Linked DNA regions of Sus scrofa: all the other regions are linked to region 1. A link is a contact called in public HiChIP or PLAC-seq and promoter capture Hi-C data. All regions are on one chromosome and are shown on one strand. The core of a region is the stretch at or near the end of the contact, and the rest is flanking DNA. Distances in the headings are between cores, read along the strand shown. Region 1 holds the start of LOC100511545. Region 2 holds the start of SF3B2 (splicing factor 3B subunit 2). Region 3 holds the start of EIF1AD (probable RNA-binding protein EIF1AD). Region 4 holds the start of SIPA1 (signal-induced proliferation-associated protein 1).

What was found. Promoter capture Hi-C pulls out the DNA fragments that hold promoters and counts their contacts. HiChIP or PLAC-seq counts read pairs in DNA pulled down with a chosen protein or histone mark.
Region 2: an H3K27ac HiChIP or PLAC-seq map of alveolar macrophages shows a contact between it and region 1. The contact joins the promoter of SF3B2 here to the promoter of LOC100511545 in region 1.
Region 3: a contact with region 1 is called in a promoter capture Hi-C map of fetal skeletal muscle, with 2.6 times the contacts expected there. The contact joins the promoter of EIF1AD here to the promoter of LOC100511545 in region 1. A contact is called at or near these places in 1 of 5 promoter capture datasets (fetal skeletal muscle), 4 of 47 Hi-C or Micro-C datasets (embryonic fibroblasts, heart right ventricle and liver) and 1 of 2 datasets of contacts at active chromatin or transcription factors (alveolar macrophages).
Region 4: a contact with region 1 is called in an H3K27ac HiChIP or PLAC-seq map of alveolar macrophages. The contact joins the promoter of SIPA1 here to the promoter of LOC100511545 in region 1. A contact is called at or near these places in 1 of 5 promoter capture datasets (fetal liver), 15 of 47 Hi-C or Micro-C datasets (alveolar macrophages, blood, embryonic fibroblasts and 8 more) and 2 of 2 datasets of contacts at active chromatin or transcription factors (alveolar macrophages and skeletal muscle).

What each region holds. Positions count from the first base shown.
Region 1 is chr2:6,484,292-6,492,291 of Sscrofa11.1, reverse strand. LOC100511545 reads right to left here and starts at 3,439. Exons shown (of 6, transcript XR_002341440.1): 1 at 1,292-3,439. SNX32 (sorting nexin-32) reads left to right here and starts at 3,557. Exons shown (of 13, transcript XM_003122527.4): 1 at 3,557-4,035. The coding sequence starts at 4,000.
Region 2 is chr2:6,290,694-6,298,693 of Sscrofa11.1, reverse strand. It overlaps SF3B2 (splicing factor 3B subunit 2), which reads left to right and starts at 3,144. Exons shown (of 22, transcript XM_003122505.4): 1 at 3,144-5,231; 2 at 5,393-5,439; 3 at 5,740-5,817; 4 at 6,899-7,147; 5 at 7,343-7,393. The coding sequence starts at 5,099. It overlaps GAL3ST3 (galactose-3-O-sulfotransferase 3), which reads right to left and starts at 897. Exons shown (of 3, transcript XM_021082815.1): 1 at 686-897.
Region 3 is chr2:6,331,589-6,339,588 of Sscrofa11.1, reverse strand. EIF1AD (probable RNA-binding protein EIF1AD) reads right to left here and starts at 4,707. Exons shown (of 6, transcript XM_003353773.4): 1 at 3,881-4,707; 2 at 2,943-3,124; 3 at 2,738-2,846; 4 at 2,532-2,640; 5 at 2,310-2,360; 6 at 1-1,642. The coding sequence starts at 3,029. The coding sequence ends at 1,498. BANF1 (barrier-to-autointegration factor) reads left to right here and starts at 4,263. Exons shown (of 3, transcript XM_005660673.3): 1 at 4,263-4,557; 2 at 5,253-5,391; 3 at 5,612-6,138. The coding sequence starts at 5,269. The coding sequence ends at 5,758. It overlaps LOC106509306 (a long non-coding RNA gene), which reads right to left. Exons shown (of 3, transcript XR_001306720.2): 2 at 7,248-7,424; 3 at 6,292-6,610.
Region 4 is chr2:6,615,018-6,623,017 of Sscrofa11.1, reverse strand. SIPA1 (signal-induced proliferation-associated protein 1) reads left to right here and starts at 4,462. Exons shown (of 16, transcript XM_021082850.1): 1 at 4,462-4,567; 2 at 6,943-7,710. The coding sequence starts at 7,032. It overlaps PCNX3 (pecanex-like protein 3), which reads left to right. Exons shown (of 34, transcript XM_021082830.1): 28 at 610-840; 29 at 984-1,087; 30 at 1,391-1,538; 31 at 1,638-1,868; 32 at 1,956-2,230; 33 at 2,565-2,708; 34 at 2,792-3,805. The coding sequence ends at 3,362.

The DNA.
Region 1 (8,000 bases), core at 2,190-4,689:
TATAGACTTTAAATAAAAAGTAGGTGGAGGAGAGAGTTCCCATTATGGCTCAGTGGTAACAAATTTGGCTAGTATCTATGAGGACACTGGTTCAATCCCCGGCCTCGCTCAGTGGGTTAAGGAGCCTGCATTGCTGTGAGCTGTGGTGTAGGTCACAGGCACGGCTTGGGTCCCAAGTTGCTGTGGCTGTGGGCACAGGCTAGCAGCTACAGCTCCGATTTGACCCCTATCCTGGCAACTTCCATATGCCACGGGTGCAGCCCTAAAAATACAAGAACATATATATGTAGAGGAGAAGGGGAGAAGTAATCCCTTTCATCCTAACAATCCATGACTGTTTTTCACCACCTCTTAGATTCCTACCCAAGAGACAAACAGGATCTACCAGGCTAAGTCTTTTTTTCCCCCCCTGCATCCACAGCATATGGAAGTTCCTGGGCCAGGGATCAAACCCCAGCCACAGCAGTGACAATGCCGGATCTATAAACTGTTGCTCCACCAGGAAGCTCCTAAAAGGCCAAGTCTTGATACTGACATCTTAACAGTAGGTACTCAGGGAGTCTTCTCTCTTCCTAGGCGTAAGAGTGGATGATGGGTCACCCATAGAAGACATAAAAGAAAATCCCAAAGGAGACAGAAATAAGGGGGAGAAGTCCATGTGATTAGAGGAATAATTAATTAAAAGTCAAAGATGGAAGCAATAATAAATAAAATGATTGAGGAGTTCCCGTCGTGGTGCAGTGGTTAACGAATCCGACTAGGAACCATGAGGTTGCGGGTTCGGTCCCTGCCCTTGCTCAGCGGATTAACGATCCAGCGTTGCCTTGAGCTGTGGTGTAGGTTGCAGACGCGGCTCGGATCCCACGTTGCTGTGACTCTGGCGTAGGCCGGTGGCTACAGCTCCGATTCGACCCCTAGCCTGGGAACCTCCATATGCCGCGGAAGTGGCCCAAGAAATAGCAAAAAAAGACCAAAAAAAAAAAAAAATTAATGATATTATAAAAAAAAAATAAAATGATTGAGACCAACTTCAAATGGAGTATCAGCAATTCAAAGTTGACGTGGAGATAAGAGGAACTTGTGGAAATGGTGATGCTGGTGAAGTGGTGAAAATAGTGATGCCCAGCAATCATTCTGGATACAACTGGTCCAGATAGACAGGGCCCCTCGAGAGGTCTGTCCCATTAGATTGTAAAACGGACTGCATGGGAAAGGAGAGGGCAGAAACAGTGGAGGAAATAACTGTAAAATCTGATAAACCCCATCACTACTATGGGATTGGGCTGCTTACTTTTTTTCTTCACTTCTTTATTTTCTTCTCTCTGCTTCTGCTTTTGTCACTTCAGAGTCCCTCCTTCTTCTTTAGTGGCCTCCTTCAGAAACTGACTTTGTCTACAGCAGCCCACATCTTCTTCCACAACTTCATGACCCCGCCCTCAGCCCTGCTGCGATGTTCTGTTTTTCTCGCTAGGCATTCTCCTACGTCTCATAAGCCCAGTCACGTGTTAAATTAAAACCTAGCTCATCCTGAATCCACTTCTCAACTGTTTCCCTTCAAGCTCCTGAGTCATAGCTCCTTTCCAAGAAACCAATGTCCATTTTTCCTCTTCTTATCAACAGACTAACAAGTCTTCTCTTTCTTCTCAAAATGTTCCATTTCCCTCTTTATGACTCTTCTCCACTTCCTTTGGTCCTGGTCTCTGCCTTCACTCTCAGTAGCTCTTCAATCCTACTCTCTCTCCTCTTAGGCTCAGATGCTCTCCTTTCTCTCTCCTATTTACCCCTTGAGGATCAATAACCTGCTTGGCTCTAATTTCTCCTCTTTGACTTGTAATACTTTCCCTATCTGCTTCTCCTTCCTTCTTTAGCTTAAATCCTTCATCCGTCTCATTCACTGGTACCTTCATCTATATTCTCTTTCTCTTCCATAGAAACAGATTCATCAGTATTATCATTCACTCCCTCTAAGGCATCCTCTTCAGCCTCCACCCCTTCCTCAGTCTCTTCTAGCTCTTCATCATTCTCCTCTACCTTTTTGAAAGGCATTTCCATCTCAGCATCCACAATTTCTATCAATCTTTCATCATCAGTAACTTCTACCATGTTTTCAACTTTCTCTTCTTGTATGCTCCCCGTTCTTAAACCCTCCAGCTTCTCTCCACTACTCTCCAGCTTCTCCCTACTGGATCCCAGCTTCTCTATACTTGACGGACGTTGATCTCCAGTGGATCTCAAATCCTCTCCACTAGTCCCCAGCTTCTCTCCCCTAAACACCAGCTTCTCTCTGCTTGAACTCAGCTTCTCCCCACTCGACCTCAGCTTCTCCCCACTCGACCTCAGCTTCTCCCCACTCGACCTCAGCTTCTCCCCACTCGACCTCAGCTTCTCCCCACTCGACCTCAGCTTCTCCCCACTCGACCTCAGCTTCTCCCCACTCGACCTCAGCCTCTCCCCACTCGACCTCAGCCTCTCCCCACTCGATCTCAGCCTCTCCCCACTCGATCCCAGCCTCTCCCCACTCGACCTCAGCCTCTCCCCACTCGATCTCAGCCTCTCCCCACTCGATCCCAGCCTCTCCCCACTCGACCTCAGCCTCTCCCCACTCGACCTCAGCTTCTCCCCACTCGACCTCAGCCTCTCCCCACTCGATCTCAGCCTCTCCCCACTCGATCCCAGCCTCTCCCCACTCGACCTCAGCCTCTCCCCACTCGACCTCAGCTTCTCCCCACTCGACCTCAGCTTCTCTCCACTCAGCCTCAGCTTCTCTCCACTCAGCCTCAGCTTCTCTCCACCAGACCTCAGCTCCTCCTCATTCTGCCCTAGGTCATTGCCTCTGGATCTCAAGTCCTCACCACTGGTCCTCCCTCCAGTAAAGTTCAACCTCTCTTTAAACCCAGACCCCTTCCTAGGCCCTGGCGTTGTCCCGGCATTCTCAGATTCAGCCTCGATTTTGTGTCTGACTTCTTGCTTTCCCCACATCTTCTTTGAGCGCTCTTTCCCCAAACCCGCGGAAGCCTGTAATGCACTGGCTACACTGTGCCCTCGTCTCGCACCCTGACTCCGGCCTGATTTTCCTCTCAAGGCTGTCTTCTCCACATCTTCCACTCTCGAGTCCTCAGACTCAAGCTTCGGGTCCCACATCCTAGGCTTTTGCGTATTTCTACCCAGGAGCTCCATTCTCTTCCCGATCACGATGAGCCCGTTCCAGGGCATCCACAATTTTTCTCGCGTCGTCTGCGCCCCTCTACTTCCTGGCTCCAGCAGCGACCGCCCGCGGGCCCAGGCCTGGCCTCGGGGGCTCTGGCCGCGGGTCTTGTCGCGCCCCCTCGCTGCCCTGTGCGGCTTACCCCTCCACTCCCTCATGTCCCAGGGAGGAAAGACAAACGGAACCCCTTTCTTGACAGACATTAGCCCCGACCCTCGTCCCTAGTCCGCCACCCCCACCACGTCTCCCCCACCCCCCACCCCCCGCCTCCCACCCGGCCCGCTGGCCCGCCGCCCCGCCCACCGCCTAGAGGGCGCGAGACTGGGCGAGTGCGCACGCGCAGACCGCGCGAGGCCGTTGGAAGCCTCGGCCCAGAGCGGTGGAGGACGGCAACCCGCAAGCCTGAGGCGGGGCCTAACGTGACACGAGACCTCTGCGACCCTGGAGCCCCCCCCGACTCCAGTACCCACTTTGTCGCCTGTCCCCGGCCCTCTCAGTTCCCCACTGCCCCCTTAAAAGCCGGGACCTGGGCAAGGGAATGACAGGCTTTACAGCCAATGGCGTCCCGCACAGTAAACCTGCTACCCAATCAAAAGGCGCGGCTGCGAGAGAAAGGCGAGGGAACCACGCCCTACTCCAGGTGACTCCTGGGCAGGGAGGGGAGCGTGCCACCGTCATCAGATAGGGTCCCTACTCAGTCTGTTCCTCCAGGCGAGTTACCGAGGACCAAACTGCGGGAGCGCGCGGGCAGTGGCCTGCGGCGGCATCTTTGTGTGCTATAGTCGAGGAGAGTGATGGAGGAGCATCAAGAGGCTGGGAAGGAGAGCAAGGTAGAGAAAGGATGCAAACCCCCTCCCAACCTTCCCCTCACTCCGTGGTACCCAGTGCTACCCAGTCAGGGAGTGGTGGTGATGTGTGTTTTCGCGCGCACGCGTGAGCTAGAGAAAGAAGAGACCTGAGCAAGGGGTGGGGCGCCTCTATGGCATCTGCATGGGGACTGGTGAGGATGCCAAAGAAGGCATCTTTACCTTTGCCCTAACAGAAAAGGCCCCATCGCTCCTACTTCTCCCCTCCCCAGGACCGAGTCATGCTGGTTTAATGGGAAAGAAAAGGCAAGGATGTTAAGGATTGAGAAGGGGCTGGAGTGCCTTCCTCTTTTCCCAAAGTGTGGGGAATCCTGTTCAGAAATGATGGCTTCACTTGCGTATCTGTTTGTATAATCGTAAAGCCATTAATTCTTTCCACCTCACCTCAGTCAACAAATAGTTTCTGAGCATTCTTGTACCAGGAATGGTTGTACAGAAGTGCTCACTTTTAGGGATTGGAGGCATGTACATTAGTGGGCTGTGACAGGATGGAGCAGCTATGGTCCATCTTTGAAGTCCCATCTCCCTCAAGCAGTTACCAAACAGAAAGGAGACAGGGGACTTGGGGACCTATAGCACCAATGAGCCAGACTGTGTGTTATGTGTGCGGGGGGGCAGGGGGGCAGTTGGGCAAAGGGAGAGCCTGCCCTGGGGGTGTCAGAGAAGCCAAGAAGTAAGAAATGGGGTTCAGGAGTTCCTGTTGTGGTGCAGCGGAAACGGATCCGACCAGGAGGTTTCGGGTGGGATCCCTGGCCTTGCTCGGTGGCTTAAGGATCTGTCGTGGCCGTGAGCTGTGGTGTAGGTTGCAGATGCGGCTCGGATCTGGCATTACTGTGGCTGTGGTATAGGCCAGCAGCTGTAGCTCTGATTAGACCCCTAACCTGGGAACCTTCATATGCCATGGGTGTGGCCCTAAAAAGCAAAAAAAAAAAAAAAAAAAAAAAAAAATTGGGGTTCAAGTGCACTGTGGAGAGGTGAAAGCGGCTGAGAGACACAAAGTATGGAACAGACAGCATCTGTTTCACTGTTTATCTGTGTTCATATTCATGGTTAAATTAGTTAATATGTATATAAAGTGCTTAGAGCAGTGCCTGGCATAGAGGAAGAACAAATATAAATGTTTGCTGTTATATTACTATGGCTGTCATCATATGGGATGGTTTGTGTTTCGAGGATGTACTGGACTACCAGACTGATGGATGCACCCACCCTCAACCTTTGTAGGTGCCAGACTCTGAAAGTACTACTAGACCTTGTCCTCTTGAGTAAGCATTACCTTCTTCAAGATTCTCCTTTAAGTACAGAGAAATGAAAAGGATAATAAATGAATATCTAAATATAATAGGAAAAGTGAAATAACATAAAATTGAGTAATCTAACAGAAGTCAAGAAAGAATAAAAGAACAAAAAATAGATGAGACAAAGAGAAAATGAAAAGCAAGATGGCAGGTTTATAGCTTACTGTATCAGTAATTACAGTAGTGATGACTGGAACAAACACTGCAATTAAAAAAACAAACATTTGCAGGAGTTCCTTTCATGGCTCAGTGGTTAAGGAATCTGACTAGCATCCGTAAAGACGCAGGTTCGATCCCCGGGCTTGTTCAGTGGGTTAAGGGTCCAGCATTGCCGTGAGCTGTGGTGTAGGTTGCAGACTCGGCTCGGATCCTGCATTGCTGTGACTGTGGCCGGCAGCTACGGCTCTGATTTGATCCCCTAGCCTGGGAACCTCCTTATGCCAGGGGTGTGGCCCTAAAAAGCAAAAATTTTAAATTAAAAATTAAAAAAAAATCAGATTGGATGTTTTTTTCTTTTTTCGGCTGTACCTACAGCATATGGAAGTTCCCAGGCCAGGGATCGAATCCAAACCACAGCTGCGACCTACACCACAGCGGTAGAAACACCAGATCCTTGACCCCCTGTGGTGGGCCAGGGATTGAACCATCAAAACCACAGAGATGAACCAGATCATTAACCCACTGCACCACAGCGGGAACACCCAGAATGGATTTTTTTTTTTTTTTTTTTTTTTGTCTTTTTGCCTTTTCTAGGACTGCTACCCGCGGCATATGGAGGTTCCCAGGCTAGGGGTCTAATCGGAGCTGTTGCTGCTGGCCTACGCCAGAGCCACAGCAACACCCGATCCAAGTCGCGTCTGCGACCTACACCACAGCTCACGGCAACACGGGATCCTTAACCCACTGAGCAAGGCCAGGGATTGAATCCGCAACCTCATGGTTCCTAGTCGGATTCGTTCACCACTGCGCCAAGACAGGAACTCCCCAGATTGGATTTTTAAAAGACACTATATTCTGGTAAAAGAGACATACTTTATAAAGACTCAGAAATATTGAAAAAATAGTGGAAAATATACACCATGAGCACACTAACCAAAAAAAAACCTGGTGTAGCTTTATTAATTTCAAAGTAGACTGTAAGAAAGTAGTATCGGTAGAAATAAGAGGAACATTTTATAAAGATTAAAAAGCCACTTCAGGGAGTTCCCACTGTGGCTCAGCGGATTATGAACTAGTATCCAGGAGGATTTGGGTTCAATCCCTGGCCTTGTTCAGAGCATTAAGGATCTGGTTGCTGAGACTGTGGCGTAGGTCGCAGATGCAGCTTGGATCCTGCATTGCTGTGGCTGTGGCGTAGGCTGGCAATTGCAGTTCCAGTTTGACCCCTTGCCCTGGTACTTCCACATGCCCTGGGTGTGGTCATTAAAAAAAAAAAAAAGGTAAGGAGTTCTTGTCATGGCGCAGCGGAAATGAATCCCACTAGGAACCATGAGGTTGCAGTTTTGATCCCTGGCCTTGCTTAGTGGGTTAAGGATCTGGTATTCCTGTGAGCTGTGGTGTAGGTCGCAGATATGGCTCAGATCTGGTATTGGTGTGGCTGTGGTGTAGGCTGGCAGCTGTAGCTCCAATTAGTCCCTTAGCCTGGGAACCTCCATATGCTGTGGGTGCGGCTCTAAAAAGACAAAAAAAAAAAAAAAAAAAGGTAAGTATTTAGAAGATTTAAATAATGTGATCAGTCACTTGATCTAATTGATCTGTATATAGCTCTATACCCAACAACTGCATAAAACGTTCTTTTTGAGTGTACATGAAGCATTTACAAAAATACATTATGTTTTGAGCTTTAACAAGTATCAACAAATTTTAAAAGCTGAAATAAGATATAAATGTGACCTCTACAGCCCCTATTCGATCCCATTGTGGCTCAGTGGTAATGAACCCAGCTAGGATCTATGGGGATGCAGGTTTGATCCTTGGCCTTGCTCAGTGGGTTAAGGATCCGGTGTTGCTGTGAGCTGTGGTGTAGTTTGCAGTCATGGCTTGGTTCTTACGTTGCTGTGGCTCTGGTGTAGCCTGGCACCTATAGCTCTGATATGACCCCTAGCCTGGGAACTTCCATATGCCATGGGTACAGCCCTAAAAAGACAAAAAAAAAAAAAGAAAAAAGAAAAAATGTAACCTCTGATCCAGGAGAATCAACCAAGAATCAATACAAAAAGATAACTAGGACTTCCCTGGGAGCTTAGTGGGTTGAGGATCCAGCATTGTCACTACTATGGCTTGGGTTCGATCCCTGGCCTGGGAACTTCTGCATACTGCGGTCATAGCCAAAACAAAAAACAAAACAAACAAACAAAAAAACCCTAGATTCCAAGATATTTGGAAATTAAGCAGTAAGCTTCTAAATAAGTCATAGATAAAAGAAGAAATTATGATAGTAACTAGAAAAAATTTTAAAACTCTTTGAAAATCACTTTGAAAACATGACATATCAAAAGTCATGAGAGGAGTTCCCATTGTGGCTCAGCAGAAATGAATCTGACTAGGATCCATGAGAACATAGGTTCGATCCCTGGCCTTGCTCAGTGGGTTAAGGATCTGGCATTGCCGTGAGCTGTGGTGTAGGTCGCA
Region 2 (8,000 bases), core at 1,895-4,394, 190 kb after region 1:
AGCCAAAGCTTTGAAAACCAGCCTGGATGCCCACCCACTCCTGCTTGAGCCCCTTTCTTCCCTGTAAGCTCGGGGGCTGCTATTGGTGCTTTTAGAGGAGGAGGGCGCTTTGGCCTGGCCCACCCAGATCTGAGGCTGGACCACCGGGCGGCCCTATCCTTATCAAGGATGGCACAGCCCAGTGAGTAGGGACGTTGCCCAGTGCATTACAGATGAAAGGGCCACGGGCTGAGGGGGAGGTTTGCAAATTAGTGGCCCAGGAGATCAAATTTCTTTCCCCTTTCTCTTAGCCTTCCTTTTCTTGCCCCTAACCTGCACCAGGCCTTCCCCACGCCCCCATCCCCTCTCCTGTCATGCGTACCCACGTCATCTCTGCCTCTGAATTCCCTTCATCCTCCTCTCTCCATCGCTACTCGCCACCCTCCCAGCCCCCATCCCCTCAATTTTATCCCACCCTCCCCTAGGGATCCAGTCACTGGGACCTGGCCACCATAGGGGACAGGCCAGGTTCGCTCTCTCACCACCTCCTCTCCCGCTGCGCGGCCGGGCAAAGAGCCCCCTTCCTCGTGCTCTTCAGGCGCTGCCCCCCGCGACTCTCCCGCGCAGCCGGCATCCCCCATCCCCGGTCCGGTCCACCCCCGCCGCTGCCGCCCCCGGCCGGCCGGCCGGCCGCTGCAGTACTCACGCTGAGCGAGCTCCGCCTGACCCGGGCTGGGGTGGTCGCCGCTACTTCCCAATCCTTGCCGCGAAATCCGCTCTCCGGCCGAGGGCGCTGGGGGCCCTGCGAGCAGAGTGCTGGTCGCTCGCTTCTCCGCGCCTGGATGGGATCAGGTGGCAGTGTCGGCTCAGCTTCTCCGCTCTTGGCTCTGCCCGCCGCCCGCCCCCCATCGCACACACCGGAGGCGGAGGCGGGGCGGGGGCGGGGGCCGGCGAGCAGGGGAGGAGGAGGGGAAGAGGAGTGGGGAGGGGAGGGGGCAGCCCTGACTCACAGGCTGCCGGGGAACACTCCGAGTGGCATCTTCGGATGCGGGCATCTTTCCTCAGCACCCTTGCAGAGTCTGGAACCTTGTAGAGGCTGGACACCAAGGCGGCCAGCTCCTTGCCCCCACTCTACAGAAGGGGAAACTGAGGCCTAAAAGGTATCTGGGTACTCTGGCATTGCTGGGCATTCCTGTGCCCCACTGGCCATCCTTGGGGTGGTAGGTCCCGGGGGAGGTAGAGACAGGTGTATGTGCAAGTACCCACTGTGTGCGCCTACCCTCTTCTCTTTCCATCTCCAGCACTGCTCCAGATCAGGCCTGGGCCCTTCTGCCCTCACGCCCTGGACCCCTTCCTGTGCAGCTGCTGAGGCAGCCCCCTGCGGCTGAGCCCTGCGGCTGACCCCTCCTACTCTCCAGCAGGAATCCAGATGCACTCTCTCTCTCTTTTTTTTGGCCACATTAGTGGCACATTGAAGTTCCTGGACCAGGGATTGAGCCTGTGCCACTGAAGTGAACAGAACCTTGGACCCACTCACTGTTTTTTTGTGTGTGTTTTATCTTTTTTAGGGCCGCACCCGCAGCATATGGAGGTTCCCAGGCTACGGGTCAAATCAGAGCTGTAGCTGCTGGGCTTCGCCAGAGCCACAGCAACGTGGAATTCGAATCACTGTCTGTGACCTGTACCACAGTTCACAGCAACGCCGTATCCTTAACCCACTGAGCAAGGCTAGGGATTGAACCCAAGTCCTCATGGATACTAGTTGGGTTTGTTAACCACTGAGCCATGACGGGATGCATTCAGTCTTTTTTTTTTTTTTTTTTGTCTTTTTGCCATTTCTTGGGCTGATCCCACGGCATATGGAGGTTCCCAGGCTTGGGGTCAAATTGGAGCTGTAGCCACTGGCCTACGCCAGAGCTACAGCAGTGTGAGATCCGAGCCGCGTCTTCGACTTACACCACAGCTCACGGCAATGCCGAATCCTTAACGCACTGAGCGAGGCCAGGGATCAAACCCATAATCTCATGGTTCCTAGTCGGATTCGTCGACCACTGAGCCACGACGGGAACTCCAAGAATGTATTCACTCTTGACCAGAGCTTTAGTGGGCCTGGGACCCTTGCCTGGGCATTTGTGCTAGGAGTCAGAGAACTCAGGTTCTACCCTGGTTGAACTTAAGTTCCAGAGTCAAGAAGCAACTCCGTGGGCCTGGTTGCTTCCAGCTCTACAGTGGGGAGCTGTTCTTGGAGCTGTTCAGAGACTGCAGAGGTGATAAATGTGAAGGCGCTGCTTGAACCTTGTGTGAGAGGGGTCTTGAATGTTCTACTGCCTTCTTTTTTTTTCTTCTTTCTTTTTGCTATTTCTTGGGCCGCTCCCGCGGCATATGGAGGTTCCCAGGCTAGGGGTCCAATCGGAGCTGTAGCTGCCATCCTACGCCAGAGCCACAGCAACGCAGGATCCGAGCCGCGTCTGCAGCCTACACCACAGCTCACGGCAACGCAGGATCGTTAACCCACTGAGCAAGGGCAGGGACCGAACCCGCAACCTTATGGTTCCTAGTCGGATTCGTTAACCACTGTGCCACGACGGGAACTCCTCTATTGCCTTCTTAGCACTTAGCTCCAACCACCTGGAAGCCAAGCAGCCGCACCTCCCAAAGTCATACCAGGCCCCGAGAGCTGCACATTTACTTATGTGGTTCTCATGAACCCCTGCTTTATCCCGCCTTCTTGGCCTGGTATGGCAAGCATCCTGGAGCTTGCCAGCTTTGGGTGGATTCCATTCCAGACCCACACAGGTGGGTATCATGAGAGTGTTTTTGTTAAGGCAGAGAAGGGTTGGGGACCCTCAGAGTCCAGAGAACTGCTCGTGGTCCCAGTCTAGCCCCTCGGGCATGTCAGTTTCTCTCTGTCCCTCAGTCTTCCCTTCTGCACAACTGGGGGTGTGGGGGGGTCCTATCCTGTCTGGGTCCTAGGGCTCTTATGGTAAAATGAGGCCCCACTTGGCCTGTCCCTTTCTGGCCCTGGTTACTTTGCATCCTCAGCCATTAGCCCTTAGTTCATCCTGCCTCTGAGACCCCCAGCCTCTTCCTTAGCACATAACCTGTGCCGTGGAGGCCCCTGGCTTCAGATGACCTGCCGTGGCTTTCCAGTAAAAGGGACCAGGAGGACACTTCCTTTGGGTCAGGAATGGTTCTGTCTGGGCAGACAGGCTGGAGAGGAAGGCACTACTGTTCTTTCCTTTTTGGGTTTGTCTTTTCTGGGAGTGTCAGGAGACTGGGGTGGTGGTAGTGATGAAAAAGGGAAGAGTCCAGGTTCGGGCAGGAGCAAAGAGAATTTCCTAGCCAGGGTTAGGATGTAAGCAAGCTTCGTGGCCCAGTCCTTTACTTTGTCTCTCCTAAATCTCACCTTCCCTGGACCTGACGTCTCATTCTTTTTTCCCTGCTCCCAGGTATTCCTCTTGGGGATGGTTGGTGAAATAGGGCATGGTAGAGAGATCTGAGGAGTGTAGGGGTATGGGGATAATGAGACCTACACACACGCGCGTGCGCGCGCGCGAGGTAAGCCTGGCTGTCAGAGAGCAGAGCTAGAATGGGAGAGGGACCTCACTGCTAGTGGCAAAGGCAGGAAGTAGTTAGGACAGGGAGACGTGAAGGCGGACACATAAGGGGCACAGGCCACTGGTGGGGCAGGGGAGCACCAGGCAGGGTCAGCTGCGCCAGTAGGCTGCTAGGGATGAGGAAAGAAAAGGGCCTGAGTTTATCCTGTCGCCATAAAGACGATTCTTTTTTTTTTTTTTTTCCGGTCTTTTCTAGGGCCACACCCGCAGCATATGGAAGTTCCCAGTCTAATTGGAGCTGTAGCCACTGGCCTACGCCAGAGCCACAGCAACATAGGATCTGAGCCACGTCTGCGACCTATGCCACAGCTCCTTAACCCACTGAGCAAGGCCAGGGATCAAACCCGCAACCTCATGGTTCCTGGTTGGATTCGTCAACCACTGTGCCATGAAGGGAACTCCAATTAAGCGCCTCTTTAACGCCAGGTACTGTGAGACAGTAAAAAGGATTCATGCCTTTTTTTTTTTTTTTTTTTTTTTTTTACTTTTTAGGGCTGAACCTGCAGCATATGAAAATTCCCATGCTAGGGGTCAGATCGAAGCTGCAGCTGCTGGCCTGTGCCACAGCCACACCAGATCTGAGCTGCCACAGCTCATGGCAACGCTGGATCCTTAACCCACTGAGCGAGGCCTGGATCGAACCCGCATCCTCAGGGATCCTAGTCAGGTTCGTAACCTGCTGAGGCGTAATGGGAACTCCAAGACTCATTTCTTTGGGGTTGGAAGTGTGGATAAGGGGCAAGAAAGACTTTAAAACAAATGACGGAGGTTTGGACGTGTTATGGAAGCTCCAGAGCAGGAAAGGAAGGCGGCAGGAGATGGCTCAGCGGAGATGACATTTGAGCTAGGAGATGACATTTGAGCTAGCCGGGAAGGTGGAAAAAGGGTCTTTAGTGTGGCCCTTCCCCCAGGTCGGCAGTTGGAGCTCAGCCCGGAGGGCCCGCTCCATTCCGGCTCCGATTCCCTTTCAGGCCATTCATCCAAGCCTGGGCCGGGAGTGGGCGGGCAGACAATCAGACACTGTTTTATCCCAGGCATCGGCTGCAACCTCCCGCCCGGCGCCCACAGCGCGCGGCCGCCCGGGGAATGAGTCCTCGGGAACGTCTGCGCCTGGGCCTCTCCCGCCTGAGCTGGAGTCGGGCCGGAGGCGGGGAGGTCTGCGCAGCGGTCAGCGAGACGCAGAAAGCACATCCTCCGCTCCGGACCAGCGGTCCCCACAGTCCCACCCCGGCTCCGGCCCCCAGCGTTCCCGGTACTGCGACGGACCACCCTCCTCCCAGAGGCCCTATCCTGTTGAGCCCGCAAAGACCGTGATCTGCGCACTACAACTCCCAGAAGGCTTCGCGGCCAGGCCGCCTAGGGACCATTGACGAATCGCAGAGGGTGGTCCGCCTAACCAGCCTCGAGCGGACGTGGCGTATGGCGCTGCCGGAAGTTCCGGGAAGCGGGCCGGGAGGCCGGCCCGAGCTTCCGGGTGGGTCGCGCGCCTTCCTGCGGCTAAGATGGCGGCCGAGCATCCCGAGCCTCCGAAAGGAGAGTTGCAGCTGCCGCCGCCGCCGCCTCCTGGGCATTATGGTGCCTGGGCTGCTCAGGAGCTTCAGGCCAAATTAGCGGAGATCGGCGCTCCAATCCAGGGTGAGGAGCACGGGTGGTCAAGGGCCGGAAAGTGTAGGCCCGCGGGGAAGCGGAGCTGGTTACCCCGGAGACCCGGGGGCGGAAGAGTTGGGGGGGGCGGGGGCTTGACTTGGGCCTGCTCCGCCTGCCTTACCCCGTTGATCCTGTGCTTTGCCCAGCAGGGAGTCGCGAGGAGCTGGTGGAAAGGCTGCAGACCTACACCCGCCAGGTAAGTGTTGGTGGGATGTCAGGATAGGCCGAGCTTTTGGAGGAGGCGGTTCGTGATCCCTCACGCTTCGTTCTTCGTTCTTGATGTATCTCGGTACAGCGAGTGAGGTCTTGCTCTTTTTGTCTCTTCTTGTCTTCTTTGTTGTAATCGTTTCTGTACATGCTGGTCCCCCCCCAGAACCCCGTCTGAGCTCTGGCAGACAGACCCTGGGTAAATTTTGTCGAACGGACACGAGCGAACATTGTTTAGCGGAACAGCTAGCTCCTTTTGGACTGACCTGGAGCCCTTTCTCTTTCGCAGACTGGCATCGTCCTGAGTCGGCCTGTTCTGAGAGGTGAAGATGGGGACAAAGCTGCTCCCCCTCCTATGTCAGCCCAGGTAGGGCGGTCTTCCCACTTGTTAGGATCCCTTTTTGCCCAGAGTAGCCCCTCCTCTCATATGGAGTGTGTGTTTGGAGGTTGCAACCAGCAGTTTGGGTGGTACTGTGATGACAGAATTGGGAACTCTTCAGTTCTCCCTTGGTCCTCATCTTTGCTTCCTTTGCTGTGACAGCTCCTCCAAATCCTACAGGTCCTTCAAAGTTCAACTTAAATATCTGTAAGCCTAATTTGATCGTCCCATCCTCCTCCAGGTAGAAGTAATTAACCTCTTTTTTTGCTGTCCCAGCACACTGTTCCCATGTTATTCAGTGACAAATTAGGGCTTCCTCCCTGATTTGATTCCTTTCTTTCTTTTCTTTTCTTGTCTTTTCTTTCTTTATTTCCTTCCTTCCTTTTTTTTTTTAGGGCCACACCCGTGGCATATGGAAGGTCCCAGGCTAGGGGTGGAATTGGAGGTGTAGCTGCCTGCCTACACCACAGCCGCAGCAACTCTGGATCTGAGCTAAATCTATGACCTGCAGCAATGCCAGCTCCTTAACCCACTGAGAAAGGCCAGGGATTGAACCCGAGTCCTCATGGATATTGATCGGTTTTTTAACTGGTAAACCACAATGTGAACTCCCGAATTCTCCTTTCTTGATGTGGCTATGGAGTGTTTTTTGTTTTTTTTTTTTTTCCTTTTTTTTTTTTTTCTGTCTCTGTCTTTTTAGGGCCACACCTGCAGCATATGAAGGTTCCCAGGCTAGGGGTCAAATTGGAGCTGCAGCTGTCAACTACACCACAGCCACAGCAATGCCAGATCCGAGCCACATCTTTGACCTACACCACAGCGCCTGGCAACACCAAATTCTTAACCCACTGAGTGAGGCCAGGGATCGAACCTGTGTCCTCATGGATGCTAGTCGGGTTTGTTAATCTCTGAGCCACGATGGGAACTCCAAGAGTAGTCTTTTTCTTGAATGCAAGAACTGTGTGTCGTTTGACTTTGAATCCCAGCACCTGGCTCATTGTAGTTCCCCAGCAAGTATTTGTAGTAGATCAGTGCCTCCAGTTAATGGTCATTTTTTTTTCCCCCACAGCTCTCTGGGATTCCCATGCCACCCCCGCCCATGGGACTCCCCCCTCTACAGCCTCCTCCACCACCCCCACCACCTCCACCTGGCCTTGGCCTTGGCTTTCCCATGGCAGTTGGACCCCGCCCTCCAAACTTGGGCCCCCCTCCTCCTCTCCGAGTGGGTGAACCTGTGGCACTGTCCGAGGAAGAGCGGTTAAAGCTGGCGCAGCAGCAGGCGGCATTGCTGATGCAGCAAGAGGAACGTGCCAAGCAGGTAGCAGCCTGAGCCTGGGGCTCATCAGGGTCCTGAATGGGAAGTGGAGCCTCAGAGGGAGCCGGATCCTGGGGCCTAAGGCTTCTGGGAAGGTCTGGACCAAAGACTAGAACTTGGGCCCTGGCTGGGAGCAGAGTTGGGGCCGACTGGCCTGTGGGATTTTGGTGCTGAAATGAGCTTGTTTTCTCTTTTAAGCAGGGGGATCATTCACTGAAGGAACATGAGCTTTTGGAGCAGCAGAAGCGGGTAATGCCTCCCTCATCCTAACTTTTGACCCCATGGTCCAGTCCATTGCCTGTCACTTTTATTGTTTAGTGTCTGAAATAAGAAGTACCATTCAGGAAAAGTTTTCTGACCCCTGTCAGTCTTAGGTGATACCATTTAGGTGAGGACTCGGGGGGTAATTGAGTCGTTTGTATCAGATTTAGTTGAACACGATGGCCCTAAGTTAGGGAATGATACATAAGATGTTTAGACCCAGGGAGTTCCCACTGTGGATCAGCAGGTTAAGAAACCGACTGGTAGCCATGAAAGGTGCGATCCCTGGCCTTGCTCAGTGGGTTAAGGATGCAGCTTTGCTGCTAGCTGTAGTGTAGGTTACAGATGTGGCTCAGATCCAGTGTTGCTGTGGCTGTGGGATAGGCCTGCAGGTGCAGCTCTGATTAGCCTGGGAGCTTTCATATGCCGCAGATGCAGCCCTAAAAAGAAAGGACGTTTGGTCCCAGAAATGCATTGTACCAGTTACCTGATGGATTACTTTGGAGTATTAGAAAATGACTTTTAATAGCAACAAATAGGGAAACATTTACATTGAACCATCTTTGCCCAGGTTGTGCCAGATCTTGAGAAAGAT
Region 3 (8,000 bases), core at 3,458-5,957, 150 kb after region 1:
GTTGGTAATGGGGAGGCGGTAACTCCCTCCCAGGGCTACTATTTCTTCACGAAGTAAGAGCTGCGGTGAGTAACCAGAAGGGGAGGGGGAACTGGCAAACAAGAGAGTCTTCAAGTGAGACATCCCAGGCTGGACCTGCTGGGCAGTGCTGAGCAGCCACTGTGGTTTGCAAGTATGAATTTAAGGTCCAACGAGTGAGCCAGGTCGGCGGTCTTCCCTCACAGTTACTTGGGTTCAGGCACAGAGGTGTGTGACTGGGCTGACCAGGGGCAGGCTTTACGAATGAGCGTAATGGAGGGAGAGGGGGAGTCCAGGGTGCAGACACAGGGCAATGATGCTGCGCAAGGAGGGGAGACAGGAGAATGATGGTGAGAATGTTGCAGGGCCGGAGGACGAAAAAGAATTTCTGCAGAGGAAGTAGCTGAGCGGGTAAGCAAGAAAGCCAGGAGGTGGCGCCGGCACTGGTGTTTCGATTCAAATGGCACTGCAACTTCTAGTAATGTCAGGGGTCCGGAGTGACCAGGGATACAGGAAACAGGCCTAGAATAGAAGACAAGGGCACTAGTGACGGGGAGATCAAGGAACGAGGGGGCCATGGTGTGGAACAGCCCACCCATGGGATGCAGAAAACAGTATCAGAGGCAGGGGTAGAAGACTCCAAGCCAGGAGGTAAACCTCTATGTCTGAGCAGTGACTAAAAGGTCAATGCCAGCGAAGAGGAGAGAGAATGTACAGTCAGAGGGAAAAACCTTCCAAGGAGAAATGGGATGATGTGGTTTGCAAGGGGACTGAGCAGTGATGGTTGGAGTAGCCAAAGAAACCACCAACCAGGAGACGTACACAGCAGCAGGGAAGTGGGCACTCCTGCATCATGTGACTAGAAAGCCGGGGAAAGCAGCTTGCGAGGCACTGTGAAACTCTCCCTGAGTGTCTCTTGGAGGCAGGTGGGCACCAAGTCCCACTGTGATCCTGAATGCCTACACTGCCATTAACTGCAAGCAGGCAATGGGGGAAGGGGACACTCCCAGTTCTTAAGCACATGCAGGCCTGGCACTTACTAAGAGCCCAGTGAGCGGAGGAAACCTAGGAAAGATTCCAGCCATTCCTGCCCATGAGGTTACCACCAAAGAGCAGTTTGGGTTTTTTCGGCTTTGCCCGCAACAAGCTGAAGTTCCCAGGCCAGGGATCAAAGTCGCCCAACAGCCGTGATTTGGGCCACAGAAGTGAGGTCCGATTCTTAACCAGCTAGGCCATCAGAGAACTCCCAAAGGGGCCGTTTTTACCCACATGTCCCTCCTCCCTCCAGAGAGCCACTCTGACACCAGCTTAAGTCACCACCCACCAGGGGTTTAATTCTCCCATGTCAGAAGGTCAGTTCAGAGAGGGGCCCTGCCTTGTCCCCATCCAGGGGGAAAGATCTGCAAAGCACCCTGGGAATGTCCAAGCTCAGAGGATCCAAGGGCGAGTCTCAGCCAGAGGAGAAGTGGGTCCGGGGTCTCAGGCTGCCTCCTCCTCTTCGCTCTCCTCCTCACTCTCATGATACTGTCTGCGGTTGGTGTTAACAAAAAGGTCAGAATCATCTTCAGAGCTGGACTTGTCTTCTGACAACCGTGGCTCAGCTGGGAGTTCTGGCTGAGTCTGTCTGCGTGAGGGAAATGGACAGAGTTAGCCCAATGCCTTCTAGGAAAACCAGACCTTCTATCAAGGAGCGCCACAAAAAGGAGGACCATGTGGCTTGATGAGTCAAACAGGGAGCGAATCAGAGCGAAACAGGCTAATAACTACCTCTCCACCCCCAAGCCTAAATAAAGGTTTCTAGAGCTACTAATATACATACATACACATATTCTTTGGCTGCATCTGCAGCATTTGGACGTTCCTGGGCCAGGAATGGAACATAAGCCGTTAGAGTGACAACGCTGGATCCTTAACCTCCTGTACCACCAAGAAACTCCTAGAGCTACTAATTTTAATAATATCAACTCCAACTAACACTCAATGAACCCACGTTGCTTACCAGATAGTATACTAAGCACTTTTAGAACCAACAGCCTCTGTAATTCTTACAAAGCTCCCATTTTTACAGGCAATGACATCAGGCTTAAGAGATTAACCTGCTTAAAGTTACTCAGAACTGACAAAGCCAGGATTTGAAGAAGACATGACTTTCCAGCCATGTGCATAACCACATATGTAAAAGCGCTTGCCACGGCCCCTGCATAGGAAGGGAGGAAGGCTCTATTTTCCCTCAGGGCACCACAGCCAGAAGCCCCATTTTCTGGCTTCCTGCTCTGAGACTTGTGCCTCACCTGTTACTGTTATCATCGTGTTTCTCAGCCACTTCGGAGAAGGCCTGTGGCCTGTGCCAAGAGAAGAGCCAAGGTCAGAAAGGACAGAGAAACCTCTGGGCAAAAAAGCTATTTCCAGCTGATCCAGCCTGGGACACTGGGACCTCCCCTCCCCCCAATTCCAGTGCTAGGAAGTCGGTCCCTCAGAAGCCATGCAGCCAGTGACCAAGGGGCTCACCCTACCAGAGCCCTTCCTTCTGTAGAGCGCGCACATGATTTCTGCAGAGCACAAAGGAGATCTCGGCCTTCACTTTCTCTCCCTCTTCAATAGGGTCAACAATGAGAAAGTCCCCTACAGACAGAGAAAAGGAAAAGGGAAGTCAGCCCTGCTGGCAGAGAGGGAAGCCAAGGCTATCAGAATTGGTCTCCTAAAGGGCTGCCTCTCTCACCTCTCTTGATCCAGATGTTCTTGCGGTATTTGGAGGGCATGCTCACCAGGAAGTGCTGCCCCTGGGCTGTCTCCACCTCATGCAGATTGTTCCCTGGGGTCCTGAGCACCTGGTCCAGAAGAGACCAAGTACCAGTCAGCATTATCAGCCAGCTGCAACCCTTGCTGAGCTACAGTCACCCTGTCCCCACCCCAGTGCCACTCACCCTGACGATCTGCTGCCGGTCGGAGGGCACCATGTGCTCCCCCAGCACCTCCTTCACCACGTGCTTCCTCTTGGTGGCCTGAGACATGTTGTTGGGTCCTGTCCCAGGGTGGGGGTGAGGGATGCAGAGACTGTCAGCTCCTCTCCCTGAGTTTCTTGGATGGCAGTCTCAGAAGGACTATTCTAAAGATGGGGAGGGACCTTTTACTGGGGAGGACACAGTGTCAGGTTAAGGAGAACTACTTGCATTCAAATCCCACCTTGGGTATTTCATGACTGTTCAATTTCTCTAGACTTCAGAGAAAAACAATAGCTAACTTAGAGCACTGCTCTAAGAATGAGCATAAGCAAAGCACTTAGCACTGTAAAGCACGTAAAAACAACTCGTGTGACAAGAGTTCTCCTGTGGCATAGCAGGTTAAGGATCTGGCATTCTCACTGCAGGGGCTCAGGTTGCTGCTGTGGCACAGAATCAATCTCTGAGCCGGGAACTTCCATGTGCTGCAGGCACGGCCAAAACAAATAAACAAATTTAAAAATACAACGGTAAAAACTAAACACGGGTTTCAGGAAAACAAGTCATTCTGGCAACCAGGGGGAGAAAGAATCACATAAACTCTTCTTCGGTATGCCTGTACATCCCAAGCGTAGCACAGCCACACAAACAGATGCTCAATCTCTCAACATACCACAGACATGGACCAGGGAGAAGAATTCAAGTTAGGAACAAGTTAACTAAGGTCAGGGCCGGCCGACATGGTCTTTGGCATCTGCTGTTTATGATTTGGGTACTGAGAAGACGAGGACTGATGCGCACACAGAAGACGGCCGGTTTCCAAAGGAAACGCCGAAGTGTCATCTCTAGTTGCCGTCCCCTGCCTGCCCTCCTCCCTTCCTACCCCGAAGGAAAGACGCTCAGTGAGAGAAACCCAAACTTACTCTCTGGCCCTCGGATCCCACGGGCGATGCCTGAAGCGGAACGACCCCGTTCTCCAGGCTGGACGCTGAACACGTCTCGTCAACGACTCGCTTTGTAGCTGAGTCAACGAGCGCACAGAAAATGGACTTGCCGGCGGTCGCGCCGGTGAAGACCCCTTGGACTCAAGTCTCTTACAAGCCGGACGGCGAGGAAGACAGCACGCGCCGGCCCGAGGAAACCCCTTACTTCCGGCGCTCTCTCGGAAGCCTCCCAGCCACACCTCCCTCCTTGTCCGCTCCTCTAATTCTTCCCACCACCAAGTAGGCCACGTTTAATCCTTAAGTTCCAAATGTCGCGCCGCCGAGAAATAAAGTTTTCTCCTCCCAGGCCTCTGCTCCCTCAGACCGGAAATATTTCCCGAGCAGTGAGACCACAGAAAGCTGCCCGGCTTCCCGCAAAGCAACCGGAAAGGAGCGCCTCCTAAACGCACGCTGGCGCGCCGCCCCCTCAACCCCGGCCCAATCTCAACTCTATGACTTCACGCGGCTAGAGGTGCCCAATGTAATTTTGGGTTTTTTTTTAAGGCGGCTCTTGAGGCGACCCGGAAGCGGAAGTGGGGCGAAAGTTCTAGCGGGTCGAGGCATCCGCAGGAGCGGCCGGGTGGCGGGAGAGGCCGTTACGGGAACCGGAGCTGCGGGTGAGTGCGAGCCGCGGTGCAGGGCCCAAGCTGGAGACTGGCGGAGGCGCGGGGAAGAGAAGGGGAAAGGCGCCTCAAGCACTGCGGCGGGCCAGAGGATGCGCCCTCGGAGAGGGATCGGCCGGGGCGCGGCGCGCGAGCGCAGAGGCGCGGGGAGGGGGCGGGGCGCGGCGCGCTGGGGGCGGGGCCGGCGGCGTGGGGCGCGGCGGGAGCCCTGGCGTGCAGCCCGCCGGGCTGGAGAAGCCGCTTCGCTTCTGCTTTGTGATTAGCTGGCGGGCCGGGTGGGACAGAGTCCTTCATTTGCTTTACGGGCCAGGTAGCCGTTGCAGGCAGGGTCAGTGCCACTTGGGCCCAGCCAAGGTCACCGAGGAGTGACAATTTCAGGGCGAGCCCTGGGTCCTGACAGACTCTTGGAATCTTGACTCTGCTCTGCGTGCGCCACCTGTTAGAGCAAGATAGTGTTGCCTCTGGGGTGGTACCGAAACCAGCTCCTGCAAGGAGTGGAAGAGATTTCTCTTTTGAATAGTGAGGAAAAGACTCCTTAGGCTTCGCTTTTTTCGTCCGTGAAGTGGGGGGAGAAGCGAGTAAGCTTCTGCGATGACTGGTCGAGCGTCCTCTTAACTGTGAGATTGGTAGTGGGCCCTCAGGAGTTCCCGGGTTTTCAGCCCTAACCTGCCTTTTCTTGGGATTCTCAGGTTAAGCTTGATCAAGATGACAACTTCCCAAAAGCACCGAGATTTCGTGGCAGAGCCCATGGGGGAAAAGCCAGTGGGAAGCCTGGCCGGGATTGGTGACGTACTGGGCAAGAAGCTGGAGGAAAGGGGCTTTGACAAGGTGTGGGGTGGCTGCGTGCAGCTGGGGAGGGCTGAGGATGGCCTGCTGGGCTCTTTCCTGGCAGTTGGGGCGGGAGGAGAGTGAGTGGACCCGTTGGGGGTGGGCAGTGGCATGTATTCTGCAGGGCTAGCCAGAGCCGGCCCTGCTTCCTAGGCTGAGGGCCTCGTTCCTGGTCCGCAGAGCACCTAGCAGCATGCCCTTCCCTCTGCCTGTCTTGCAGGCCTATGTGGTCCTTGGCCAGTTTCTGGTGCTCAAGAAAGATGAAGACCTCTTCCGGGAATGGCTGAAGGACACGTGTGGCGCCAATGCCAAGCAGTCGCGGGACTGCTTCGGGTGCCTCCGGGAGTGGTGTGATGCCTTCTTGTGATGCCCTCCGGGGAGCCCCCGACCCCAAGCCCCAGCATTGAGTCTCCAGAGTTTGCAGCCAAGCCAGGACTCCTCCCCCATCCTCTACAAAGGAAAAGATTGCTGTTGTGTGCACTTCCAACGTACTCCAGCATCTTTTGGGAGTTCTCTCCCCTCACCATGTCACCTTTTTTGGAATTCTCACACTTGCATGCATCTCCCTTCTCCTTTCCTTGCCAGTTTCATGTCAGCAATTACCAGCTTTTCTGAGTGAATTCCTGGTCCTGGCCCTTACCCCTACCCTCACTTCTGATCTGTTTTATGCCATGTTTGGCCCTCTTTTTGGCAGAACAGTTCCTGTCCTTGTAAAGTTTTCTAAATCAATAAAGTCAGTGGCCTTCATGCCTGGGCTCTGTCCATGGAAAGCAGGTGGGCTGGGAGCTCCCTGTTCCCCAGGGCCCGGCCAGGTTTGCCACACTCCTTATCAGTGCACGTCGAAACCGGCAGCTTCTGGCTCCAGAGGGCAGCCATCCTGGCCACGTGGGCCTTGGGCCAGGTGCCTCGGAGTGTCTCAATCCCTTAGTGATGTGGGAGAGGGTGTGGGTTGATCCCTTCCTGGGGTCCAGGTGGGCTGGGGTGTTCCAGATGTCAGCGTGGTCAGCTGGGCTAGGCAGCACCTGGTGGAAGACAGTTGGAGTCAGCGCTGCCAGGAAAAGGGTGGACCAGATGTGGGCGAGGGTTTACCTGATAATCGTCATGTGCTCTCCTGGCCTCCGGTAGGAGTGGACAGGGTTTTTGCAATCTGCCCTGTTCTCTTAGGCTTAGGCGGGAGCAGCGGGGGTGTGGGTGGGTGAATTTTTCTCAGCTTTACAGTCTAGTGAAGAGAGAAGTGACAGGTGATAAATACAGAAATTCAGGTAATGTGAGTTAGGCTTCTATTTGGTGCATATTTGTCCTGTTCTGTGTTTTTTTGTTTCTGTCTTTTAGGGCCACACCCATGGCATATGGACATTCCCAGGCTAGTAGTTGAATCCGAGCTACAGCTGCCAGTCTACACAACAGCTCATGGTAACGCAGGATCCTTAACCCACTGAGTGAAGCCAGGGACTGAACCCACAGCCTCATGGCTACCAGTTGGGTTTGTTACCGCTGAGTCACAGTGGGAACTCTGACCTGTTAGTTGTTGATTGTTTAAGGTGAACGGGGTCTACAGCTAAGATCTTTGCAGATTTTTTTTTTTTTTTTTAACGCCACGCTTGTGGCATATGAAAGTTCCCAGGCCAGGAGTCGAATCAAAGCTATAGCCAGCCTACACCACAGCCACTGCAACATTGGTTCCAAGCCACATCTGTGACCTACACTGCAGCTTGTAGTGTTGGATCCTTAACCTACTGAGCCACAACAGGAACTCCTGCAGATTTTTTTCCTTTTAAAATAACAAACAGTTATTTCTCTTTCACTGGCAGGGAAACTAGAGGCTCAGAGAGGCTGAGAAACCTGTGTGGATTTACCTCTAGGAAGCAGCCAGAGTGGTCTTCAGAACGTAGTGTAAAAACTCATGAACACTGAGAGTCCTGGCCTTTCCGAGACTCAGTTTTCCCACCTGGAGATGAGGTCGTAAGGATCAGATGCAGTGCTGGCATCTTTGAGGAACTACTTGCTTACAGAATTTTTCTCAGCTTTACAGTCTAGTGAAGAGAGAAATGACAGGTGATAAATACAGAAATTGAGGTAATGTGAGATTTCCATGGTTTCAGGGTAGGGAAAGATTTCAAAAAGTTGGTGAATTTAGCTCTATTATAGAGAAACTGCTCATCTAAAGTTCCCTCAAGGTACCTTTATTTTTTATTATTTATTTATTTATTTATTTTTTTGTCTTTTTGCTGTTTCTTGGGCCGCTCCTGTGGCATATGGAGGTTCCCAGGCTAGGGGTCGAATCAGAGCTGTAGCCACCGGCCTACACCAGAGCCACAGCAATGCGGGATCTGAGCCGCGTCTGCAACCTACACCACAGCTCACGGCAATGCCAGATCGTTAACCCACTGAGCAAGGGCAGGGACCAAACCCACAACCTCATGGTTCCCAGTCGGATTCATGAACCACTGCACCACGACGGGAACTCCTCAAGGTACCTTTATAGAGTGCAGGGATTTCCCTGTGGTGCAGTGGGTTGAGGGTCTGGTGTTGTCACTGCAGCAGCTCAGGTCCCTGCTGTGGTGCAGGCTTGATCCGAGGCCTGGAAACTTCTGCATGCCATGGGTGCC
Region 4 (8,000 bases), core at 3,213-5,712, 130 kb before region 1:
CAAGTCGTTAACCACTAGGCCACCAGGGAACTCAACCAGCAGAATCTCTTAAGGGGTCCAGGAGTCCTGACTTTGGGCACAGATGCCTCTAGATTTTTTCTTTGGGGAAGCCCTGTGGCTGTCACACTTCAGTTACCTAAAGGGACCCATGACCTAGGGGCACTTAGGCCCCACTGGCCTGCAGGCCACCCGCTGCCTTAGCCTGACCTAGGGCCTGAGGTTTGGATCCCACAGCATTGAGGTATTGTGGGCCCTGGGGTTCCACCCCCTGCTGGCTGCTCCACTGTGTGACCTCAAGCAAGTCTGTTCTGTCCGAACCTCAGTTCCCCTTACAAACAGGGCAGGTAGGAAGAGGCCCGCATGCAAGCACTTGCCACAGCGCAGCACCTCCAGGGGACCCTCCGTGGGGAGGGGTGCTTCCTGTCTGCTTTCTCCCTCCTCCCTGGTGGAGAGAAGCGGAGCAGACCCGCCCACGGGGGTCAGGGAGCTGAGCTGGGACTCGGGATGGGTGTCCTCGGAAGCCAACTTCTGCCTTCTCTGTGGTGCCCTCTCCTTCAGTGGCCAGGGCAAGGCCATGGCCCCAGTCGCTGACCCCAGCCCTCCTCACAGAGCATCATCTACTATGTGAGCCGCTCCCCAAAACTGGAGGCCTGGCTCAGCCACGAGGGCATCGCGACAGCCCTGCGTCCTGTGCGGGCGCCTGGCTATGCGGACTCAGACCCCACCTTCTCGCTGAGCGTGGACGAGGACTACGACCTCCGCCTTTCCGGCCTTTCGCTGCCCTCCTTCTGCGCAGTGCACCTGGAGTGGATCCAGTACTGCGCCTCCCGGCGCGGCCAGGTCTGGCCACCCCTACCCTGGGGCTGCCCTCCCCGCCTCTACCCTGGGCCGCCGCCTCCCTTCGCCTGGGCCCCAGCCCCCACCCCAAGTTCCCTGGCCCAGGTCTGAGCTGGCTTCTGGGGACGGGGGTCCTTGTGCTGCAGCCTGTGGACCAGGATTGGAACTCGCCGCTGGTCACGCTGTGTTTTGGCCTGTGTGTGCTGGGCCGCCGGGCCCTGGGGACAGCCTCGCACAGCATGTCTGCCAGGTGAGTCCCCACAAGTCCAGCCAGGCCTTTCCCGCTCCCCTCCTCCACCTCCGCGAAGGGCTCGGGGGCTCTGACCGCGGCCCCCGGAGGCCACATCAGTCCTTCCTTCAGTGTGGCTCTTCTCCATGGGCGAGGCGCTTCCCCGCTGTGACCTCTGACCGTGAGGGATACGGGCAGAGGCTGACCTCCTTGTCAAGATGGGGAAACCGAGGCCCAGCATGGTCTCTGCTCCGACTGCTGCGTGTAGAGCCCGAGCTCAGGGCCCCAGAGCCCTGGGCGGTCACCTCGGCTCCTCTTCCGCAGCCTGGAGCCCTTCCTCTACGGCCTGCACGCCCTCTTTAAGGGGGACTTCCGCATCACCTCCCCACGCGACGAGTGGGTCTTCGCCGACATGGACCTGCTCCACCGTGTGGTGGCACCTGGGGTGCGCATGGCCCTCAAGCTTCACCAGGTAGGCAGCGGTGCACCCAGGCGGGGTGGCCGGGTGGCCGGTGGAGCCTCAGACCCAAGGCGGGGGCTGCTGACCTCAGCCTGCCTGTCATCCCTGCAGGACCACTTCACGTCCCCAGACGAGTACGAGGAGCCAGCCGCCCTGTACGATGCCATCGCGGCCAACGAGGAGCGGCTGGTCATCTCACACGAGGGCGACCCGGCCTGGCGCAGCGCCATCCTCAGCAACACGCCCTCGCTGCTGGCCCTGCGCCACGTCCTGGACGACGCCTCCGACGAGTACAAGATCATCATGCTCAACCGGCGCCACCTCAGCTTCCGCGTCATCAAGGTCAGGCCCCCCCGCTCTCCTCTGCCCCGGCCCCCGCCTGCCCGGCCGGCCGGCCACCCTCCTGACCCTGGCGTGTGGCCTCCGCAGGTGAACCGTGAGTGTGTGCGCGGCCTCTGGGCCGGGCAGCAGCAGGAGCTGGTGTTCCTGCGCAACCGCAACCCCGAGAGAGGCAGCATCCAGAACGCCAAGCAGGCGCTCCGCAACATGATCAATTCCTCCTGCGACCAGCCGCTGGGCTACCCCATCTACGTGTCGCCCCTCACCACCTCGCTGGCCGGCAGCCACCCCCAGCTGCGGGCGCTGTGGGGTGGCCCCGTCAGCCTGGGCGCCATCGCCCGCTGGCTTCTGCACAGCTGGGAAAGGTGCGCTCCGACCCCACCACTGGCTTGTGAGGTCCATGGGGCGAGAAGCAGAGGCTCCCTCCTGGGTCTGACTGAGGGAGTGCGGGAGCCAGGCTTGAGCCCTCAGGGCCCATCCAGCTGCACCCCCTGCTCCCCTCAGCCCGAGCTCAAGGTGGCCTTTGGCCTTCAGTGCTTTCCTCAAAAGCCCTGGCAGGCAGGCGGCAAAGTCTTCTAGAAACAGGACCCTGGGGCTCCGAGATGTTAGGTGACTTGTCTTGGGTCGGGGGCCTTTGCGTCTCCCCTCCACCTCCCAAGCCCCCACCCCCGCCAGTCTCTTCTCTGCCTCCTCCCGCAGGCTTCACAAGGGCTGTGGTGCCGGCTGCAACAGCGGTGGGAACGTGGATGACTCAGACTGCGGCGGCGGTGGCGGCGGCAGCGGCTTGACCTCTCTTGCCAGTAACCCTCCCTTGGCACAGCCCACACCTGAGAACACAGCAGGTGAGCAGGCCGGGCCTGGGCGAACCAGTGAGTGAGGAGGGAGGCCTGGCCCACGAAGGTCTCTGCCTCTTATCTGTCTCCCACAGGCGGCGGCGACCAGCCCCTCCCACCAGGCCCTGCCTGGGGCCCGAGGCCCTCCCTGAGTGGCTCTGGTGATGGGCGTCCCCCTCCTCTGCTGCAGTGGCCGCCCCCTCGGCTCCCTGGACCGTCCCCTGCTTCGCCTGCCCCCACTGAGGGTCCCAGGCCCTCAAGGCCCCCTGGCCCTGGTCTCCTTAGTTCTGAGGGTCCCAGCGGGAAGTGGAGCCTGGGGGGTCGGAAAGGGCTAGGGGGATCCGAGGGGGAGCCAGCCTCAGGGAGCCCTAAAGGAAGCACCCCCAAATCTCAGGTAAGGTTCTTATGGGAGGGTCAGGTCCCGGGCAGCTCAGGTCTGCTCTCCCACCAACCTCTCTCTCCTCCCCAGGCGCCCCTAGACCTCAGCCTCAGCCCGGATATCAACACCGACGCCTCGCCCTCCAGAGCCGCACAGGACTTTCCTTGCCTGGATGGCAGTGCTGCTGAGAGTGGCACGCCCACGGGGGCCCTGGGCGACTGGCCTGCGCCTGCTGAGGAGCAGGAGAGCCCAGCTGCCCAGCCCCTGCTGGAGCATCAGTACTGAGTGGCCCGGTTCCCGCTGGGTCCTCGCCCTGGATTCAGTAACTTGGACCCCTGGCCTTTGGGTCTCTCTACTGGACCACAGAACTGAGTGGCTTTGACTCCCACATGTGAACCCTGACCTCTGGCTGCCTTAGCCAGAGCACCAGAACTGAGTAGCCCAGACTTCTGACCTTGACCCCTGATCTCTCATCCCTAATCCAGGGCCTGGGCTCCCAAAGGCAGGCAGCCTCCCAGCCAGGCCCAAGAGCCAAACCCATGGGCTGGTCCCCCTTCAAGCCCATGGCCAGGACTGCCTTGGCTTGCACTGCCTGCAGGGGTAGCCCCCTGACCTGGACTTGGGGCTGATATGTGGGAAGGGAAGGTTTCTTTTTTTTTTTTTTTTCTTTCTTTTTTTTTTTCGTGCTTCGGAGACACCAGAATTAATAACACTATTTTTGATTTTGGTTGGCAGTTTCTTCTATCTGGGGACGTTTGGGTGGAGGGGAGAAGAGCTGGCTAGGTCAGGGTAGATGAGCACAGAAGAGGGCATGAGGGATGTGGGTCTGGGTTATGACAGGGTCAAGGTTAGACCAAGGTGAGGTGAGGTTCAAGTAGGACGGGATCCTTTCCCTCAGGAGCCTGTTCCCTTTTCAAGCCTTGATCTGAAGTTTGCATTCCATGTCTCAGCATGAAACGTCCAAAGAGTTGCAGTTCCTACGCTTACCAGCCTTGACCCTGGCCAGAGCCTTTCTCTGAACCTCAGTTTCTTCAGTATAACATAGTTGACCCCTGGGTTCTAAGGGTACACGAGCGCGCGTGTGCAGAGCAGGACCCGGTGCTCGTGAGTAGTGGCGCCTGCTGAGCCCTTGCTGTGTGTCAGGCAGGAGCTGAACCCTTCGGTGTCCTCGCCCCAAGTCGGTTAGGGAGGCAGGTACACTTGTTCCGGTTTCTCAGCCGAGGGCTGAGGTCGGACAGTTCGCTGGGCTGGGCCTGTCTCAGGGCAGGCGCTCAAACCCCGCGCGGGGCTGACCACGGCCAAGCCTGCAGTCCCCGCCCGCCCCGCTGCGCTTCCCGCCGCGGCCGGCGCGGGCCCGCCCCGCCCCTCCGGGCCGGCCCCGCCCCCGGCATAGCCCCGCCCCCAGGCGGAGCCGGCGCCCGGAGCGGTAGCGGGAGAGCAGGCAGCGGGACCCCAGCGCGGGAGGAGGCGGCCGGGCGGGAGCCCCAGAGGTACCGGCGGGAGCGGGGGTGCGGAGGCACGGTGGTCGGGCCAGACAGGGAAGGAAGTGGCCTGGTGTGGACCCAGGTGGAGGGTGGGTGGGGGTCCTCTCCTCGTTCGCTGTTGCACCCTCCCAATCTCCCGCTGGGCTCCAGTCCCAAGTCAGCAAGTCCAGTCCCCTGCCTCTGACCAGCGCCCCACCCCCACCCTCTTGCCCGATGGCCCCGGCCCCCACCGGCGTGCGTGCGGGTGAGTGGATGCGAAGGTTCCCGACTCCCTCTCAGCGGCGCTGGCGACTGCCCTGCTGCCTGCCGACTGTGTGCCGGGTTCCCCCTATCCTGGGGCTCCCCTTCTGCCTGGGCGGCCTCCTACCCAGCCTTTGCACATTGCCCCCCAACCGCGGGCCTGGCCTGGGAGGAAACATCTGTCGCGGCCCCTGGCAGCACAAGTGGGGTCATGACCTCCAGATGTGCTGGGAAGCGTCCAGCGCCTCCTCCTGGGGCAGCCAGGCCTTCCGGATCTGTGGGAGCCGGCCGGCCCCCTCCTCCCAGTGACACAGGCCGCGAGGAATGTCCCGGCCTCAATGGACCCTGTGTGAAGCTGCCGGGTGGGGGGCAGAGCCCAAGAACACCCCCTAAGGCAGGGCCAGAGCCTGGCACTGTGCCAGAACAAGAGGCAGCCCACAGGCCATGCCCGCACAGCTACACAGAGCTCAGCCCACCCGGAGTGGGGCCCTGCCCAGACCCCCCTCGCACATGTCCTCTCTCGCCCCTATCACACACACTTCACCCACACCACAGTCCAGGCCCAGGAGCTGGGCACTTGGAGCCAGGGCCTGCCTCTGCCACCTCACACTAACACATGGCCAGCTGCGCTCGATTCACCTTCCTTTCAGTCTCCCAGCAGTGCTGGGGGGCAGCAGGAATGGTTAACCCCGTTTTAGAGATGAGAGAACAGAACTTTAGGGTTAGCGTCAGGACCTTGTCCAGGAGAAACCAAGGGAGGAGACACTCAGCTTCGGAGGCTTTGTCCCTGCTTGGTTCTGGAGCTTTAGCCGAGGGATGCCTGGGGCCTCTGCCTCCGCCCCCTCCTAGCCCAGCCCCACACAGTCACTGGGTGATGCACAAAGACCCGCCAGCAGGTGCCTGCACCCCTAGTGGGTTACCCACACATCTCCTGCCCCAGCGCCATCCTGGGTTCACCTGGGGGTGGCTTTCCCTCACGTTCTCACACCGCCCTTTGCACCTACCACTGGGCTTGACACATTTCCGCACTTCACAGGTCCCTGGGGCCTTGGGTGTCTCATTCTTACATCCTGTGAGACCTTGAGCCTTGGCCCAACCCCCCACCTGCCCCCCACCCACACATACAGGGATAGGAGTGGGGAGGTACAGCCCTGTTTAGGCCCTGGAAATTGACAGACCCAGGTTCAAATTCTGGCTCTGATGTGAAAGCGTTTCAGGCAAGAGCATCATCCCCTTATCTGGACCTCAGCTGGACCATCATGTGGGGTTCAGACTTCCCTGTCGGCCTCAGTGAGGCCAGGGAGACAGACATCCCCATGAGTCCCAGTTCCAGCGAAGGGGCCTGGTCAGGGTGACTCCATCCCCTGGCCGCCGGCACGGCCACAGTAGCCTGCAGGAGGATGAGCCCTGAAGGCCTGACCTTCAGGTTAGGGTGACTTGGGTCCCATGACTGAGCTACGGTGACCCCAGAACCTTCCTCAGGATGTGGGGCCGGACAGGGGGCTGCGCCCAGAGTTGGGGCCACTTCCTGTGCCGAAGGAAGTCCTCTTGCCATTCCTGCTGCCCTGCCAGTGTCCCCTAGGAACCCCTGTGTCCTTGAGGTATTGAGGCCCTGGGAGCCAGGGCACTGAAACCCAGCCTCTGGGTGCTCAGCGCCTCTGGGATCCTGGAGGAAGTGGGAGGAGCAGGGAGGAAGGTCTCTGGGGACAGGACGTCCTCCCTTTGTCAAGCGGGCAGGACCCAGACACCAGCGGCCCCATGGGTTTCCCGTCCCAGCAGAGACAGATCATCTGTCCGGTTGGGCCAGGTCTTGGTGGCGACCCTCGCTCAGGGCTCAGACCAAAGCCAAGGTGTGTGAGTGGGAGCAGGGGAACCCTGGCAACCCCGGGGCCACTCAGGCTCCGGGACCCTCAGGGCCAAGGCCCTGACAGCCCGGCCCCCGGCCCTGCCCGGGCGCTAAGCTGGAGGAGGGGGCTGGAAACCTCAGCCCCAGGCAGACGAGGAAGTGGCCAGGAAAGCGGAAGCGGCTTTGATGGTCCCGGAGGAGGCCGGAAGCCAGAGCGTGTACTGGAGGACGGGGCTGGGGGCCCGGGTTCCTGTTTTCGCCCCAGGCCCCTCTGAGCAGCCCCCTCCTCTCTCAGGGCAGGAACCGGCCTGCCGGCTGGGCACCAACCCCCCCGTGCCTGCCAATGCGGCCCGGCACCCGGAGAGCCAGGTCCCAGGCACGCCCATGTGGGCCGGCGGAGGTGGCGTGGGGAGCCCTCGGCGGGGCCTGGCGCCCGCGCCCACCGACGACCTCTTCGCCCGCAAGCTGCGCCAGCCCTCGCGGCCCCCGCTGACGCCGCTAACCTTCGAGCCCAGGCCGGCCCGGGGCCCGCTCCTGCGCAGCGGCAGCGATGCAGGCGAGGCCCGGCCCCCGACGCCCGCCAGCCCCCGCGCCCGCGCCCACAGCCACGAGGAGGCCAGCCGCCCCGCCGTGCCCCCCGCCCGGTGCTTCAGCGACCCGCTGGCACTGCTGGGGCTGCCGGCCGAAGAGCCGGAGCCCACCTTCCCACCAGCGCCCGAGCCCCACTGGTTCGCCCACTATGATGTGCAGAGCCTGCTCTTTGACTGGGCCCCGAGGCCACGAGGGCAGGGGGGCCACGCAGAGGCCGGCTCCGGGACCCCGGCCTCGGCTCAGGACCAGACTGCCGGCTCGGACCTGCTGCTTGACGCGCCCGGCTTTGTGAGTGAGCTCGGGGGTGAGGGCGAGCTGGGCCTGGGGGGACCGGTGTCGCCACCCGTGCCCCCCGCGCTGCCCAACGCGGCCGTGTCCGTCCTGGAGGAGCCACAGAGCCGGACCTCGGCCTACAGCCTGGAGCATGCAGACCTGGGTGCCGGCTACTACCGCAAGTACTTCTACGGCAAAGGTGAGGAGGGGAGGCCCGTGGGGAGCGGCGGGGGTCCCTGCCGCCTGCAGGGAGCCATCCTTTCCCTGGCCAGCCCCTGGCCACGTGAAGGGTCAAGCTCTGTCTCCGGCCGAGGCCGCCCAGTTTTAACCACGTCCCTGAGGCCAAGCCCAGCCTCCACCCACCGCCAGGATCATGCGCCTCTGCCTCCATCGGGTTCATCCTCATACTCCAGCTGAAAAGCCAGCTCTCCTGGGGGCCCCGTCCAGCCCAGGAGGGTCAAGGCTAGGGGGCTGAGAGCTGGGCAGGCC